Linked DNA regions of Cyprinus carpio: region 1 is linked to region 2. Evidence: chromatin contacts called from public Hi-C data. All regions are on one chromosome and are shown on one strand. Each heading gives the region's core, a stretch centred on a gene start, on an enhancer-like site or on the middle of the called end of the contact. The rest is flanking DNA. Distances are from core to core; before and after follow the strand shown.

Region 1 (5,739 bases), core at 1,112-3,611, 40 kb before region 2:
GTCTCTCTCTCTCTGTGAGGGGTGGTGAGGTGAAACTCCCTGTGGTATTTGAGGTCAACACCAGAAAAGAAAATCACAGACAGCACTGTGCATTTCTTTATAAATGTTGTACCAGTGATATGTATTGCCTGTTTGTCAGTTTTATTATAAGTGAAATGTAATATTGAATTATTGAATCACCAAACAAAGCCTTGCATTATTTTACATTGAAGTTCCCTATCTAGGACTGGGCAATATTTACTTGCCAATAAGCAACGACTGAGAACAAACAATCAACCGCACAGCACCATGCTAAAAAATACTGAGAACACTTTAGCAACTGAATATCACTGTAATATAAACTACTGAGAACATGTTAACAACCGCTTAGCATCAGGCTAAAATGCACAGAGACGGCCTTAGCAACCACATAGCAACAGACTAAAAACACAGAGAACACCTTAGCAACTGCATTGCAATAGGCAAGAACACATTAGCGAGCACCATGCTAAAAATCACTGAGGAACACAATTGCAACTGCACATCACAATGCTAAAACTGAAAACACCACAGCAGCTGCAAAACACCTTGCTAAAAATGAGCAAGAATACCTTAGCAACTGCGTCACAATGCTCTAACAACCATAGATATATACACATAGATGCCTCATGCTGTCTTTTATATGGGCTGCTATATGTAAGCTGTCCACCATATTGGAATGGTCAAAGCCAGTCCGTGAACACTCGAGAGCAAGTTTACTGTAGGTCTGCAAGAGTAGTGATATGCATGTAAGAATATTTATATCTGCAATAAACTGCAGATGAATTTGCTAAACTAACACAATATAGCGCCTACTTTTCCTACTTCTTTGCGAAGGGTCAATTCCAGAAGTATTTTCCCCATTCATCTTTTGTCGTGCTTTGCTCCCTGCGACCCTCTGATTGGTGGAATTTTCTGTTCAGCATCATGGGTAATGTAGTTTTTTCCACCACGAATTCGCTATTAAACGTGTTTATTTTAACAGTAAGTTGAATTAATGTGAACAGATTGGTTTAACAACCTCGAAGCTCACAACAGGTCTGTCTTTAAAGGTTTATCAGTTATTGTTAAAAATGTCCCTATGGGGAAAATCAATGAAGTTTTTAATTCCGGAACGTGACTGTTATGCTCTGTACAACAAGACGAAGACATTAGTTAACACGACATTAAAAAGTTAGCATAGTTTGAAAACCTGTAATATTCTCACCTCTGGAAGGTTTTTAAATCTCTGTGTTTTTTACAACCAGAGGCTGCTCAATGTTGTGGCATCTTGGAAAAATTTGATTTTTACTGAGTGTCGAAACTTTGACTGTTCCAAGATGGTGAATGCGTCAGTATGTCTGGAGTGGTTAAATGTGGGAGCTACATATATGCTAACAATACTCTAGCAAAAATATAAAAATCTTTTTTTTATTAACAATCCATTACATTCAACATGCTAATACATTGTATTTTATTCGAACCTGTAAATGGAACATTTCCCAACACTTTCTTTTTCTTGAAGGGGAAAAAAAATTTCCCTCAAGCTGGGAACATTCAGTCATCAGTGAAACATTTTAATGAAATTCATTCATCCAGAGCACAGTCCTGGTTTCTGTCTAATTTTCTTTTGCCGTGATTGTTATGAATGTGCAGAATCCCCACTTGGACACATTGTGTATGTAGTGCCGCCAAGGCAGATTTACAAACCTCAATACTCAAGCTATTTTCAGCGATGTGATGATGGATTGTTTAAAAACAGCTCCTCTACAGTGCTGTCTTTGCTAGTGAGGAAACCAACAGTGCAGTACTGTTCACACAGGCGCATATCTTGCCAAAACCCAATCTGCGAAGTCTGATTTTAAGAGCTTGTATGGCACAGTTGTACATAAACCACCTTGACTGATCCTCAGGTTTTCAAGAACAGAGTTCATCCAAACTCTGTACAGTAGGTTTTGATACACCACCAGCACTTTACAACAAACATCCTAAATTGCTGCTTCTCTCAGAGACCTATGTTTTTGTTTGGTGCCATAAAGGCAGCACTGAGCTTTTGTTCCTTACAGAACATGAGCCGATTGCAGCTTGGCTAGCTCCCAGCAGCCTCCCACTCTAAATACAGAGAGGCCTTTCATCCCTGCTCCGAATCCTCCTTACAGCAGCCAAACATTGCACAGAGCCACAGCCAAGTGCCATCACTCAGTCCGCACTGAGATTAATGTGCTCGGCAGACACAACAGCACCGCATCTACACTGCAGAAAACCTTTTTTATTGTTCATAACTTACTCCGGAACCGGTTTTTAAATAAGTGCTATTAAGTGGCTGGTCTAAGTTCACTGCTATGTGACATTGGGTTGGTATTGCTGTGTCGTTCCATCTAAGGGGTGGCATATTTTGGGAAAATGCAGTCAAGTTTCCTACGTGCCGGCATGTCCCAGCTAAACAAAAAGTGGCTAGTGTTTGGCCGCACACAAAAGCAGGAACACACTTTGGCCATTGTGCAGGCAGAGCGCGACCCTCACTTTCCCACAGAGAGGTTTGTGTTGTAATTTGAGAAAGAGAGAGAGCTCCATCCATGACAACCATGACATCATCACAAACCAAACACTCTCTCAGTGCTGCACACATTTACTTGGTGCCCGTCCTCAAGGAAATGAAGAATAAAGAAAATGACAACAGGTCCTAAGTTCTGTTTAAGTTGGACTAAATGTATTAATGTCTATTAAACAGTAATTGAACCAAGTGCATTTATTTTAAAGAAATATAGAACAAACACACTTAAAGGGGTCATATGATGCGATTTCAAATTTTTCTTTCTCTTTGGAGTGTTACAAGCGGTTCTTGAATAGATAAGATCCCTAAGGTTGCAAAGACTAAAGTCTCAAACCCAAAGAGATATTCTTTATAAAAGTTAAGACTCATCCACGTCCTCCTAAAATGCCTCGTTTAAACACGCCCCCACATGTCTACGTCACGATGTGGGAAGATTTGCATAAAGCCGCCCAAATGTTCATGCAGAGAAAGAAGGCGTACCTTTTATTCTCGCTGTTGCCGCTGGCACCATGTTGTGGAAATGCTGTTTCGTTGTGAGACTTTGTTTGGTCTTCCAAAAGAGGACAAAACTAGAAATCAGTGGTTAAGTTGTATTTACAACACTGTTCCAGAACAGTTCAACCCAAATATTTAGTGTGCAGCACATTTTTTGTGGGGCTGTTTCCTGATCCTGGGAGAGAAGACTACAATGCTGTCTGTTCTGACTCACAGTCTGTAAGTACGTTTACATATGTGAAGGATTTTAGGGCTGTCAAATAAAATTAGAATTACAAATATTTGTCAAAATAAAAAATCCACATTCGTATGCAAAAATGTTGCATTCGAATTTTAGGTCTGCGTCGGCCATTAGGCAGCCTTATCAGTGGTGCACGTAATGTGTTGACGATGTAAGTGTCATTGCATTTTAATGCTTTTGTTAGCCTATCCAGTTGAACCCACTAGATGCAGCGCTGCTATGTTGTTCATTCAATATATTGTGGAAAACGAGAGCATCAGTGTCGAGATGATGTTGTTCACGTCAAAACTGAAACCAAGCCGTTCACACAGAACGCATCTTTATCACATCGTCTATCAGCATTGCACTCACGTCTCGCACAAGAGAGCGGCATGTTTTAGAAAGCCATGTAAAATTAATGTAAACATGTCACAAGACTTTATGGCGGTTTTCCCCCATCCCACCATATCTCATGTTTTTAAATTAACCAAGGAGCCTACTCTTTGTGATTGGTTTTCGGTCCTGTGTATTAAACTATATATACATGCGTGGGGCTGTTTTTTTTTCTAATTGTTTAAGCAACTTTATTAAATATATATGGTTTATAAACATTATTTTAAACACTATGCACTTTTTTTCAAAGATAGTCGTGTTACTTTATTAAGCTTTGAAAAACGTGCATAATATTTTGTGCAATGCGCCCTCTTGTGGCCTCAGGAGAGAAGTCAAAAGCTTTTTTTCCCCTAACTGCAATTATGCCTTTTAAATTCAAATATAATTCAAATTTAGTTTTTCAGTCATTTTGACAGCCCTAAAGGATTTGCCACTGATGATTCAAACGTGAGTTTTGAGCAATGTAGAGTAGAGCTTTGTCGTTTCTTTGATCACAAATGCAGACGTGCTTTATTTTTATGCAGCGCGATGCAGCGCAACGCGTAAAAAGACAGTATCCATAATTATGTAAAAAGTCATAGTCCATAATTATGACCCCACTGGATGCAATAAATTGCTCATTTGTAATGGGTTTTATTGTTTTTCTCTTGTCATGCCAGTGTTCTGACCGGGACACGCATCAGAGTATGGCAAGGGGCATAACATTTCCGTTACACGCTTGAGGTACTCGGCCAATCACAACGCACTGGACAGCTGTCCAATCACAGCACAGCTGGCTTTTCAGACCACTGAGTTTTGTAAAAATCGACGCGTTTCAGAAAGGCGGGGCATAGAGGAGAAACTATAATGTACAGTATGTGGAAAATAATGTTTTTTGAACCTTAAACCGCATAAACTCATTTCATTACACCAAATACACAAAATAATGTTCTTTTTAGCAACATAATGTGACCCCTTTAAAAATGAGCTTGTTAGCTTTCTAAAGCTAAAAACATTAGATACACTAAAGGTAGAAAGGTTTGGGGTCAGTGTGATTTATATATCATGAATTAAATTGATACAATAAAGACATTTATAATTTTACAATAGATTTCCATTTCATTTCTATTTCAAAATGCTGTTCTATTGGAATTCTATTCTAATTCAAAAAATCCTGTAAAAAATGTGTCATGGTTTCTCAACTGTTTTCAACATTGATGATAATAAGAAATGTTAGCAGCAAATCAGCATATTAGAATGATTTCTGTAGGATCATGTGACACTCAAGACTGGAGTAATGATGCTGAAAATTCAGCTGTTATGACAGGAATTATACAGTTTGAGGAAAGGAGTTGATTGAAACAAAAACTGAATCAAAATTGATGGTAAATTGAAAAAATACTGACCCACTTATTCATATGCATAACAAACATCAAAGTTGATTGTTAAGAGGTAACATGTTATTTTAAAAAGTTAAGTTCTGATATAACGCTTGAATCATGTTGCATTGCATTTGATGCCACTTTTTTGCTCCTTTATTTCTATTCATTTAAATTCTGACATTTTTAATTGTCACTTGAGTGTCCAAATACTCTTTGGTGAAACTGTTGTCGTTTCACACATCCAGTGTTTATACTAGACTCTGACAGATATTTCCCTCCGTGTGTAATGTAAATAGTTAACTGTTAGAAATGGTCTGTGTGATTATGTTGGCTCGTGTCTGAGTCATCAGTGAGAGGAAAACTGTTAGGTCATTGTTTAGATTTTAGAGGGGCCACTTTTAGTATTGAATAGAGTTTAATATGAATTACAGATGTGTGTCATTTTGTTTAAATGTCTAAATACTTTATCCTATCACAGGCCAATTACAGGTTGATTTCTCTGCAGAAATATTGTGAGTGCTATGGCTGTATTACACTTTTAAAACATTAATAGCAGAGCATCAGCCAATGGTTTTGGGCCAGGACTATCTGTTTGTCTGACCAGCGGCAGATGGGGAATGTTTGGGGAAATCGGTTTTGTAGAAATGTTTACACTTCACCTTCAACCGCCCTTATGCTTTGAATGTAACTTATTTGTTGCACATTGTTCAGTTATAAAG
Region 2 (5,626 bases), core at 269-2,768:
ACTCTAATGCAGTCTGGAGCCAACAGCTCCTCTGTGAGTGCTGCTTCTTTAAAGAATAATAATAATAACGGGATGGGCGGTCGTGGAGGAGGTTGGGACTCAGCACCCGCTACCTCACAAAATATGTCTTGGGGAGCAGGCAGTGTTGTAGGCCCTGTTGGGATCCCTCACCCCTGGGGGAGTGCCTCCTCCTCATCTTCCTCTTCCTCATCCTCTTCAAACACTGGCACTAAGGTCTCAAATGGGGAGTGGAACACTTTACCCAGCAACAGTCAGCATTCCAATGATAGCACGAATGGAAGCAAGAAGGGAACAAATGGATGGAAGTCCTTGGAGGATGATGCTCTTGGTATAGGGAGCTCTGGTCAACCGTCACAAGCCAGCACATGGAACAAGTCTACAGGCAGTGAAGGAAGTGGAGAGAGCTCGGGAGGTCACAGTGAGAGGGATGGGCAACGTGGTGGCAACCGAAGGAGGGGTAATCAGCATGGCATGATCAATGCAGCTCTCTCTAGAATTGACGTGGACCCCAGGGTGTTGTCCAACACGGGGTGGGGACAAACTCCAGTCCGTCAGAACACTGCATGGGATGTTTCAAGCTCTGATAAAAAGACAGGAAATGGACAGACAGGCTGGGGTAGTGCTCCCCCTCAGGCATCTAACTCAGGTGGTTGGGGAGATGGACCCAGCACCAACAAAAGTAGCAATTCTTCGGTATCTGGGTGGTCTGAATCAAAACCTTCAACTGGCTGGGGAGAAACCAAAGGCCCAGTTGGGCAAAGTGGATGGGAGGATGCCTCTTCTGTTACATTGAGCAAGGGTGGTTCCTCATGGAATGGTGGCAAGGATGAGAAGTCCTCTTGGAATAATGCACCAAAAGCAAAGCAGGGATGGTGCGGAGAAGGCCCAAAGGGAAACCATTGGGGGGAGACCCAGAAGTCTGGTTCAGGTGGCTGGGACAGTGACAGCGACCGCTCTGGATCAGGCTGGAGTGAGCCTGGGCAGTGTGGGACAAGCAACACCTGGGGAGGCAGCGGAGGCACCAACACACCTGACCAGAGTGGTCCTACCACAGGATGGGGAGAGCCACCCAAGACCAACAATCAAAACCAAACCTGGGGCGAGCCAATCAAACCAAGCCACTCTAACCCCACATGGGTTGACAATTCAAAACCGAACAATTCTTCAGAGTGGGGCAAGTCCCAAGATTCCAGCATGGGAATGTTCAGGAGTGGGAACACCTCTCAAACTGGAGCCCCTGGTCAGAACAAGCCTACAGGATGGCTGGGAGGCCCAATTCCTACTGCCTCCAAAGAAGAAGAATCCACTGGATGGGAAGAGCCATCACCTGAATCCATCAGGCGTAGAATGGAGATTGATGATGGTACTTCAGCATGGGGAGATCCCAACAAGTATAAGTGCAGCAATGTAAATATGTGGAACAAGAACACTGCTGGAGAGCAGGATGGCATGGCTGTTTCTCAGCCCCCACAGGCCCAAAGCTCTATGGCTCCAAAGGAAAAGAACTGCAGCTCAGGTGGGTGTCTTCCTTTTTGGCAGTGCCTTGGCAATTATTACTCACCCATTATATTTAGCTTTAGTTATGAAGTCATCCCTTTGGAATTTCTCTGGATGCGCTTTTTCCTCCCACCCTTTTACCTCTAATACTTCCCAGCACTGACAAGCTCTGAACTTACGAGCAAGTGTTTATGTGTGCATGTCTATATATAAATGTGTTCATGCAATGCAGAGGAATGCATATGCATGGTAGAAGTGCAGCTTTTTCCATTATTTTTCATTATTTGCTAAACAGAAAGTGTAAAGGTGTATGTTCAAATCATGCTCCTACTTGATTTAGAATTGGCTGTGGATAAGCTGTGCTCAGGGAAAAATAAGCTTGGATTACATTCTGACCGATGGTGCAGTCATATGGCAGCAACCTGAGCAGCAGGGCACACATGAACAGGGCTATTTTTGAAGGAAGTATTCAGGCCATATGCTGGATGGTGAAAGTGCAAAAGCCTCAGTAGGTAAATGTAATCTGATCCATCAGAAGGACTAAACAAAGCTTACATAAGCATGTTTATGCAAGGCTTGGGTTTGGCCCATTGGAAAATTTGTAAATATTAATTGCATTGTCAAATAGATTTAAATAGATTTCAGTTTTTAAAGGACATAAGGTTGTCAAGTATGGTTAATATTTTGTTTAGATGCAAATTAGTTGTTGCATAGTTATTTTCCATGTAGCTTATGCATTACACTTTGATTCTTGTTTGCTCTGACAGTTTTGGGTTTGTTTACAAAATAGTCATATACCTTCTTTCAATTGTGCAGTTTTCTCATTTGTTGCCTTCACTACATTATGTGCAGAACAATATAACATTTTGTATACTGCTCTTTGATCATGGTATTTATTTGTTTATTTTTGTTTTGTGATTTGTTTTTTTGTTTTTTTATATGGTGGCCCACAAAAAATGGAGTCCTCTACCTGGGGTGAGCATGCTGCTCCACCTGTCACTGTGGACAATGGCACATCTGCTTGGGGAAAGCCTGTTAATACAGGTTCCAGCTGGGAAGAGCCGGGGAGGAAAATCTCAGGAGGCAGTAGCTGGGGCAACACTGCTATAGGACAGCAGTCACAGCACAAGTCTGGTACGTCCCATCTCCAATTGGGGAAAAGAACATTCTTTGATTCTCCTTTTTTGACTTCATTTCTTTTTGTTTTTGTTTTTTTTTCCAATGTAAATATATCAGGGAAACAATGTTCAGTGATTGAATTTTTTTTCCTTTCCATTTTTAATTTGATTGATTGTTTTATTTTGACTTTTTAGGATCCAAACCTATGCAAGATAACTGGGGTGGAGAGGAGATGTCCATGACAGGGCACTCCAACTGGGAGGAGGAAAAGGAATTAGAGATGGGCATGTGGAACAACAATATATCACAGGAAATGAACCAATATGGAAACTGGCCCTACAAGAAGGTGCCTCCAAAGGTAATAATTAAGACCTCATTTGGCCTTGCAGGCCTGCTTAAATAATCCTTCACTGAATTTACCATTTAATCTAATTGCGAGGACAAAATTATGTGTGTACGTATTGCTTGCTTGCTTATTTTTTTACCCTTCTTTCCATTAGCTTAACAAAGGCCCCAATAAGCAAGATGATACTCAATGGATGAATCCGCTTGTGAAACAGCTCAACAACATGTACCCTGTAAGGATCGAGTCTGATTGCTGTACTTTTCTGTGAAACCTGTTTATACTAAATATTATATGTCCCAAAATCCTTTGTGAAGCAGAAAGTTATTAGATAGCATGTTGATGCTTCTTTGTCATTTTACAGAGGGATTCTGCTGAAGATTCCCTTAAGAGCAATAAGATGGATATGTCTGGAGGTAGGTCACATTCACATGCTCCTCCAGTGCTGCTATTGAGTGATGTTTGTTGTAGTCTATGAGTATTAGCATGTTTTTGTAAAATCTATAAATTCTTCTCATCTTCAGCAGGAATGACAGACAAGCGCATTGATGTTGACAAGCACGTTTTTAATATCGGAGAGTACGGGAAAAATACTGCTTCACGCCACCAGATCCACAAAGACTCTCCTATGGACCGTAATCCCTATATGGATAAGGTCAGTTATTTCTTAACGTCCTTCATTTTCACCACATGTAGTCCTGCTTGTTGGGTACTTTGGCACCCTCTATGGGACGAGAATGCAACTTGAAGAACCCATGAAGTTTTATGGCTTCAAGACCAGGGAATCTTAATTTTTTTACTCTTCCCCTTTGTCCAAAATTAATAGGTTTCCTCTGGTAATTCTGCTATTAATATTATAGTTTTCAAAATACATTTTCTAATTTACAGGATAGGAGTGTCCATGGATTACAATTAGTAAATTACCTAAAAATTCTAATTAAATTAAATTTCAGTATTCCTGAAGTTAAGATCTTCAAAATAAAAAAGAATGATTATTAAGAGGGTGAATTAAATAGTTTTAGCTTATTTGGTCTTTTTTTAAAAACATTTTCAGTCCTCCTGAGAGCACCTTGGAAATTTGCTGAGGCCCCTACTGGGCAACAGCCCCCAGTTGAGAACTACTGTATAAGATCATGTCTGTTAGATCTAAGATTATATGCTTTCTAAAAGTTAAGTAGTGTCACGTGAAATTTGCAGTCTTCCAGAAAAACAGGCCGGAAATATTGATGATGATTTTTGTGGAGGGGAAAAAAGAGACAAGACATTTGATATGTCCAAGCCCAAACTTCCTGTTTTATTAGAAAATACTACAATCAATTTCATGGAGTGTTTAGAATCAGCTCTTTCAGTAGGTGTAATCTTTCTTCTTATCCTAATTTTCGCCATTGCCTCCCTAACTAAAATTGAAGAAAGCTCTCCAGTTCCTAAAACATGCCAAAGACGATGCTAACATAGCCTTTCTCTCTCTTTTTCTGTGGCTGTTGATGTGTCTTTCTCTGGTGGCCTGATGTTCCTTCCGGTCTTTGTCCAATTCCTCACTGCTGTTGTGCTCTGGGTCCTGTGATTGTGCTTCAGCTTTTGCTGCTTGTAAATGATAGCTCTGTAGCAGAGGAATCCAAAAACTCACGAATCACTTCCATGCAGAATGTCAGCTTTTCCCCTACAAATAGTTCATTGCCTAACCAGTGCAGCTTGCCTCACCATCGAAACTCTGCCTCTGTTAGGCAGGTGAGGTAGTGCATGCTGCTCCCTGTGTGCTGAAGCAGTGAATGCACTGGGTTGCCGGATGCTCATTTACATGTGCTTTATGCTTTTTCACAGAATGTAAACATGTATGGTGTCAGTAATGCAGCAGCACAAGGCCGGAATGCACAGCAGCCTCCAGCACAACCTCTGAACTCTGCTCAGCCCAGTCTACGCAACCAAGTGCCTCCTCCACTACTTCCCTCTCAGGTAATGCCTTTTGGGTTTTTTAATCCCAGCTTAAATACTCTAAGATGATGATGTGTGGTGTACAGGCTTCCTGTGGCCCTGGAAATGAATAAAAATGTACCCTTAAAAGTAAGGCTGCACGATTTGAAGGTGTTCTTAGTATATAAAAAATTGTACTATTCTAAAATGTCATAATTATATACATTATTATTATAAAAAATTGTTGTTATTATTATTAGTAGTAGTAGTAGTCCTGCAAACTGTACATTCTCTTTTCCCAGGTCCCGCCACCCCTGTTGAAGTACTCTCCCAATAATAGTGGTCTGAACCCTCTGTTTGGCCCACAGCAGGTGGCTGTGCTGAACCAGCTGTCCCAGCTCAACCAACTGTCTCAGCTTTCTCAGATTAATCAGTTACAGGTATTGATCTTGCTTCAAGTAACAGCCTAGAAGATATTTACCTCATAAGAATAAGTTACCTCATTCGCAGTGATACTTACAACTTACTTCCCCTCGGCTCAGCGTCTCCTTTTGCAGCAAAAAGCGCAAAGCCAGAGAGCCATGCCTGTTAACAGCCGCCAGCAACAGGAACAGGTTTGTGATCTCTTAGACCCATTTATGTGTGCCAGTTCCTGCTTTGTTGTCTCATTTGACTTGACAGCTTCCATTTGTGATAATATGTAGGGTCGTGGTCTGGGTCCGTCCCAGCAGATGA

What was found. Hi-C and Micro-C count contacts between places; a contact is called where the count stands out from the background.
Region 1: a contact with region 2 is called in a Hi-C map of skeletal muscle, with 4 times the contacts expected there. The contact joins two enhancer-like sites. A contact is called at or near these places in 4 of 8 Hi-C or Micro-C datasets (liver and skeletal muscle).

The regions. Positions count from the first base shown.
Region 1 is chrA3:20,615,658-20,621,396 of ASM1834038v1, reverse strand. No RefSeq gene overlaps it. Among protein-coding and RNA genes, the nearest start is that of LOC122137166, 13 kb to the left of the region's middle. Within about 2 kb of position 2,361, at least 1 of the 8 cell types and tissues checked has an H3K27ac peak or open chromatin away from gene starts, as enhancers often do. A contact at or near this core is called in skeletal muscle, where this site is marked.
Region 2 is chrA3:20,575,128-20,580,753 of ASM1834038v1, reverse strand. LOC109050272 (trinucleotide repeat-containing gene 6A protein-like) reads left to right here. Exons shown (of 23, transcript XM_042722882.1): 6 at 1-1,544; 7 at 2,480-2,652; 8 at 2,832-2,995; 9 at 3,138-3,215; 10 at 3,345-3,396; 11 at 3,508-3,635; 12 at 4,802-4,933; 13 at 5,194-5,331; 14 at 5,434-5,505; 15 at 5,596-5,626. Among protein-coding and RNA genes, the nearest start is that of LOC109113032, 16 kb to the right of the region's middle. Within about 2 kb of position 1,518, at least 1 of the 8 cell types and tissues checked has an H3K27ac peak or open chromatin away from gene starts, as enhancers often do. A contact at or near this core is called in skeletal muscle, where this site is marked.